2 separate regions of the Gossypium hirsutum genome follow, and region 2 is linked to region 1. The links are chromatin contacts, called in public Hi-C maps. All regions are on one chromosome and are shown on one strand. Each heading gives the region's core, a stretch centred on a gene start, on an enhancer-like site or on the middle of the called end of the contact. The rest is flanking DNA. Distances are from core to core; before and after follow the strand shown.

Region 1 (2,944 bases), core at 191-2,690:
TATCTGTTTAGAACCATCTAATTGAGAAGTTTTCAAGTGTTTGCTAGTTTATACTTCATATGTGTAGGACTCATACTGCTGAAGAACACTGAAGTTCTACTAGAATCAACATTTTCTTCCACCCATTTAGCCCATGATTTCAAAGCCCTCTCATATGCTACATTCTGATCAATGTCGACAGAATCCGTTGCCCCATTACTGAAAGATCCTTGCCTTTTAGGTCAGTTTTGAAGAAAGAATTGAGTGAAATTTTCTAGTATTTCAGAACCATATGTACTAAAGAATGTAAAAGACAACAAATGTAAGAACTTACAGAGCTTTCATAGTGGGGTACCTCCACCAAATATAAGTATTGAATATGAGATAATCCACATTTTTCCAGTTATCCCCGTGTTTTGAGATTGATTCAAGCTTGACTACAGGAACCACTGTGCCATACCTCATTGTTGGAGGGTCTACATTGGATTCAACCAGAAATGGTGCCCAGTAAAACTCCATTGTAGCATTGTAATCCTACACAGTTCAAACAAATTCTTTCATTTTTTTTTCTTAGTTATTTGTATGAAATCAATCAATGAGTTAAAATATTGTAGAAACAGTAGCAAGCAATTACCTCCATTTTAAAGACAGTGGTATAGCTTGCATAACTAAAGCTCTTCTTCTCTGGTGGGATAATAGATTGAACCATACAAACCATAGATAGCATCTGGTTCAAATTTATGGAGTCCCCAACAAACATTAGCCTCTTTCCTCTAAGTTTCTCCAGCAATAAATTTGCCTCAAACCTTAACCCAAAATTTTTAACTATTCAAGGGTTTATGGAGTAGCATATCGTTTCAAAATATGCAAGGAACAAGATACTTGAAGAAAAATGGAAGACTAAAAGAATGAATCTGAAAAGAATTACCAAGTACTTAGAGAAAGAAAGTATTTACTTGGGCAAAGAGCAGTCTCTGGGCTGCCATCTCCATTTCTGGTATAAAGACTCAGGCCTTCCATTCTTCAAGCAAGTCACCATGTCAGTAAGGAACTCACAGTTGTCTTCTTTGTATAAAGGGTGTGATGACCCATTATCAAAAACCCATTCTCCTGTGAAGATATCACACTCTTCTAATGGCGAAACAATCCTTTCATAGTCGCCATCGTCAGCTTTGTTTGTTTCTTGAAGTTGAACATAGGTTGAGTTTGAAGATTCCTGGAAGGGGTGTTGGTGTTTGAAATCTGGGAATGGAATGGTTTTCATGTATTGATTGTAACAAAAGAATGCAAAGAACAAAGTTGAAAAAGTTACAATGGTTAGCATGGGGAAGTAATTGCATCTTTGGGTCTTATCAAAAGGTCTCATTGTTACTGATTCTCTATCACTCTATCAGAGACTGAATTTCTGTTCTTGGGATTTTATCTTCTTCTTTATCTGTTTTTAACTTCCTTTTTAATAGGTATAAGTCAACCTCCCATTTGTTAACTAACAACAGCTTCCGTTACTGTTTCTTTTTCGTTTTTATTTTTTTTAAGGGTAAGAATAAAGATTGTACAGGATCGAATTTAGAATGCCTGAACTTTTTACCACCCACAATTTTTTCTTACCTTGCTTGATGTGTTTTAACCAGTAATGTTGATATTTACTGGTTTATCCATTAAATTAATTTTCGTTGGTTTCATTAAAAAATGTGGCAAATCAAACAACCAACTAATTTTTACGATTAGACACGCTAATGTTGTCACTGTATGGGTGCTGATCCGGATTAGGTGCCCCCGGTTGCTGTTTTCGATCGGGTTGGGGTGGCTCCCAGCCTCCCCCTCTTATGGGGTCTTGGTCTGATTATTAAGCAAGGCTTTCAATGAAAACGAAAGTCGATTAGAAACAGGGATTTATGCATTAATATTTTCATTAGTGGCTAATGTCTAAGTGATCGGTGATGATTCCTTTTTTTTCTACTTTATGGGGTTTGACAGCATATGTTTGAGATCTTGATGATTGGCAACCATTGTGTTGGACAATACGCCATTGTTGTTCTATCTCTAATTACTTTTCTTCTTCAAAAAGAAATCTCTTTTTGTCAAAAAGAATATATATTAGATGAATTTTTACCTTGGTTACTTTTATTAATAAAAAAACTTAAATTTAAGATTACTTAATTGATTATTGGATATATTATATTATCTATTATTTGATTATTAGATAATTTTTATTGTTTAATTAATAAAATGTAAAAGAATACCGACTTTAAAATTTATAGAATAGTCAATCGAGTTATCATTTTTTTGTTTTTTTAGTCCAAAACCGTTAAAACATTAATATGGCCGTTAATTTGATTGATTTGCATCTTAAAAAATATTGGGACTTTTAGTCATGTTTGAGCTGTTGAGTGGACAACAATTAATGGATTTCAATTTCTTTTAACTTTTAGAATGGCTAAATTAGATTCCTTATCATGTTATGCTTTATAGTGGTATCAAAACCTATAAAATTTAACTACTCATAAATTTATTTTAGGTTTAAATTATGCAAAAAAATACATTGAGAAAAACGATTAACATTTTAACATTTACTGAATTAATATTTGATTAACTCAAAACATCAACTTTGTTAATATATATACTGTTGTAAAATGTACATAGAAAAAATTTAAAAAGAAAAAGGAACCGAATATTTTGACTATTTTACCAAAAAAAGCCCTTTTTTTTCAATATTTACCGAAATGGGCCGATTTTTTAATTATTTATCGAAATGAGCCATTTTCCGCGAAATCGCGTCCACGTCAGCGCGACCTGCTGACATGGACACAAATCGCGCCTACGAGGACGCGATTTGCTGACGTGGCATGACCAGTTTATGTTTTTAGCTTGGAAAACTTTGAAAGGCCATAATTTTTGGCTCGGTTGTCCGATTGAGACGATTTTTTTTTATTTCGAATAAATTTTCGAGATCTACGCACTGACA
Region 2 (2,944 bases), core at 140-2,639, 230 kb after region 1:
TTAGGTGCATCCAACCATAATAAGCTTTAGATAGAATTATCACAATATGAGATTCATTACAAATAACTTTTAAACGTAATGCATTAACCATCACAAATTTTGTGCTTTTTAGATATTGATATATTAGCTCTTCTGGAGATTTCAACTAATTTTGTACTATCAAATATTGGAATAATATTTTTTTGTTTCATTAGTAAATAAGATAAATATTTTCTATCTGTAATGATAGAATTCCTCAAAGAATATTAACAGAAACAAAATATTTGGGCATACGCCACATATGTGGTCAATAATATTTCATATCAAATTGATAACATAAGTTATCTTTACCCTTTGAAGAGTTATCTTGAGAACTCTCATTGTTCTCTTATTTATTACTATGTTCCCACTTTTAGTGGTCCATGAGTATATCTTTTATTTTCTTTATGTTTACATTCACTTCGAGGAATGCAACAAATCTAATAGGACGGACTTATAAACATCCTAATAGATTCTTTATTTCATAATCACCATCGCAAACATGTGTGAGATTTCAAATCAAAATCTATCTAGTCATGTTGTCATGATTAGTCTCCAATTATAATAAACATGATATAATAAATAAAACATAGTAAAATATACCTGAAGATCTTTAACATCATTGTCATCACCTTAACTATTATCACGAGCATCCATTCTGAGATTGAAATCTTTCAACATCCTGAAGATGAAGTTGTAAGGGTGGAAGTTTAAGGTGAAAAGGAATTTGATTTGTGGGACGACTTCGAAAGATTTTGAAAAAATAGAGAATCATCGTGTTGATAACATGTTATAAAATAAAGAGAGATGGGGAGAATAAAGAATAAAGAAAATATGAAAGCAACAGAGAATGCGATTTATTAATCAAAGGGATGATTTACAATACTTCATCAGAGTCTCTATTTATAGGCATAAGAAGTATAAAAGAAGTAGATATCTAATTCTAATAACTATTAGAATTTAAAGTATATCAAACCTTTATATTGATCATGATGGACATCCACTTAATAAGATATTCATAACAATTTTATTTCTTTTACTTCTCAAATATTTTTTTAAAAGAAAGAAAAGTATAAGGAAAATAAATAATACAAGGAAAAGGAAAAGATTAAAGAAAGTTAAAAAGAAAACAAAATTAAATAGCTAAAAAAAGTATAGGGATTAGATGTGCAATTTGATCTAAAGTTTTCGTTCAAAATGATGATTTAACATAGCGGTTGATGACTAATAAGTGACAAAAAAAAGTTACAAATCAATAACCTTAGCGACCATTTCATAACAAATTTATATTTGGTGACCAAAACGTAATTTAAACAAAATATAAGTGACGATTTCTGTAGTTTACCCTTAAAAGAAAAAAGCCAAAGATCAGGGCGTGTCATTCACGCTCATTGAGAGGCGGTGGTGCTAGAATCAAACAGCTGATCTCTTTCGATTTCGTTACTTCACTTCATCGCCACATAATAAACACAGCGCGCCCTTCATCTGTAGATTTTTCTCTGATTTCTCAATTCTCAATTCTCTTCTATGGTGGTAGCCACCAAACCAAAGCATGGCTGTCTCTCTAAGTTCAGTCTTCGGGTTTAATTTAAAGGTGAGCAACTCATATCTATCTCTTGTTTCTTTATTATTCTTACTACTTTTGCTCTTAATGGGATTGGTTTCTTTTGTTTCCATAAAAGCTTTTTATGCCATATTTGGTTGTTTTTTTAAACTGGATTCTCATGTTTTCAGTAGTTCTAGCGATAAGCCAAAAAACCAAAAGTGGATTAATGCAAGAACCTGTTTTCTTAGCCTGATTTCCTTTTCCTTTATTTAATCTTAGTGGTGGTTTGGATGAATGATTGTTGATTTTAGCCTGTTTCATTTTCATATGTAAAAACTTGTCAAACTTTGTTGCCTTATATATTATATTTTGCTACACATTATAACATTATTCTGGTTACACTGCATATTCTGGCTTTGTATTTTCCTGCTGATAACATTCCATAATAGTGTTTTGATGGGTTTGAACTTTTTTTAATTTAGTTTTATGTCTATATATTTGCAATTCTGAATAGCAGTATGTCTCGAGATCCTGTATTGGAGGAGCTTCGGTTCTTAAGGCCAACCCCAGTGTATCTCCCTTTCAAATGTATGGCTCCGGGGGACTTGTACACCAAAAAAGAAGGGGATTATGTCTTTCAGTTGAAGACAGAGACCGACTAGTCGCGAATAGCAGCATAAAGGATTCTGGTGATGCTGAGAAGCTGGTTTCTGATGATCGAGTTTCAGCCCTGAATCCCCCATCATTGGATAATGAATCGCGCTCCCCTACCTCTGAGCCTAGTAATGGTTCAATGGTTTCTTCAACTCCGATGCAGGAGGCCTCATCACCTCCAAATATACAGTCCACAACAAAAAAAGTATCTCTAACGGCTAAAGAAAGATTAAGGGCAGCTCGGGTTCTAAGCCGTTACGCAGAGTCAAAGCTATCTAAATCAGAGATGGGAAGTAATGTACTGGATGCTATGAGGGAAAGTGATAAGGGGAAAAAGAGATCTCGGCTTCCCGAAGCGCCTACAAATTTGTTTGATGACAGCAAACGAGGAATGCCAAAGCAAGGCCTTACTTTTCAGTTTCCAGGGGGAAATGATCTCCTTGTAATCATCTTTTCGGTCGTTTTTATCAGCGCGGTAATGTTCACGACAACTTACATAGTATGGAAAGTTGGAGCCATACATTTTAATGAGTATTAAGATGAAGGGCAAGAATGAGGTACAAGGTCAAAAGTATTGTTGAAGATCACATGGCATCTTTGATTTCAGGTACTATCGATGTCCAAGCATTATGCTGCCGAGTTTAACTTTTCGATAAGCCATCTATACATGAATGTATAAAACAATTGTGTGAATGATGTTTTATTATCAATGCTGAACCTCTCTGG

What was found. Hi-C and Micro-C count contacts between places; a contact is called where the count stands out from the background.
Region 2: a contact with region 1 is called in a Hi-C map of leaf, with 2.3 times the contacts expected there. The contact joins the promoter of LOC107955191 here to the promoter of LOC107955180 in region 1. A contact is called at or near these places in 2 of 34 Hi-C or Micro-C datasets (both in leaf).

Annotation. Positions count from the first base shown.
Region 1 is chrD04:13,611,107-13,614,050 of Gossypium_hirsutum_v2.1, forward strand. It overlaps LOC107955180 (protein trichome birefringence-like 30), which reads right to left and starts at 1,441. Exons shown (of 5, transcript XM_041092012.1): 1 at 936-1,441; 2 at 614-706; 3 at 314-513; 4 at 55-198. The coding sequence starts at 971.
Region 2 is chrD04:13,838,778-13,841,721 of Gossypium_hirsutum_v2.1, forward strand. It overlaps LOC107955191, which reads left to right and starts at 1,390. Exons shown (of 2, transcript XM_016890921.2): 1 at 1,390-1,612; 2 at 2,082-2,944. The coding sequence starts at 1,571. The coding sequence ends at 2,756.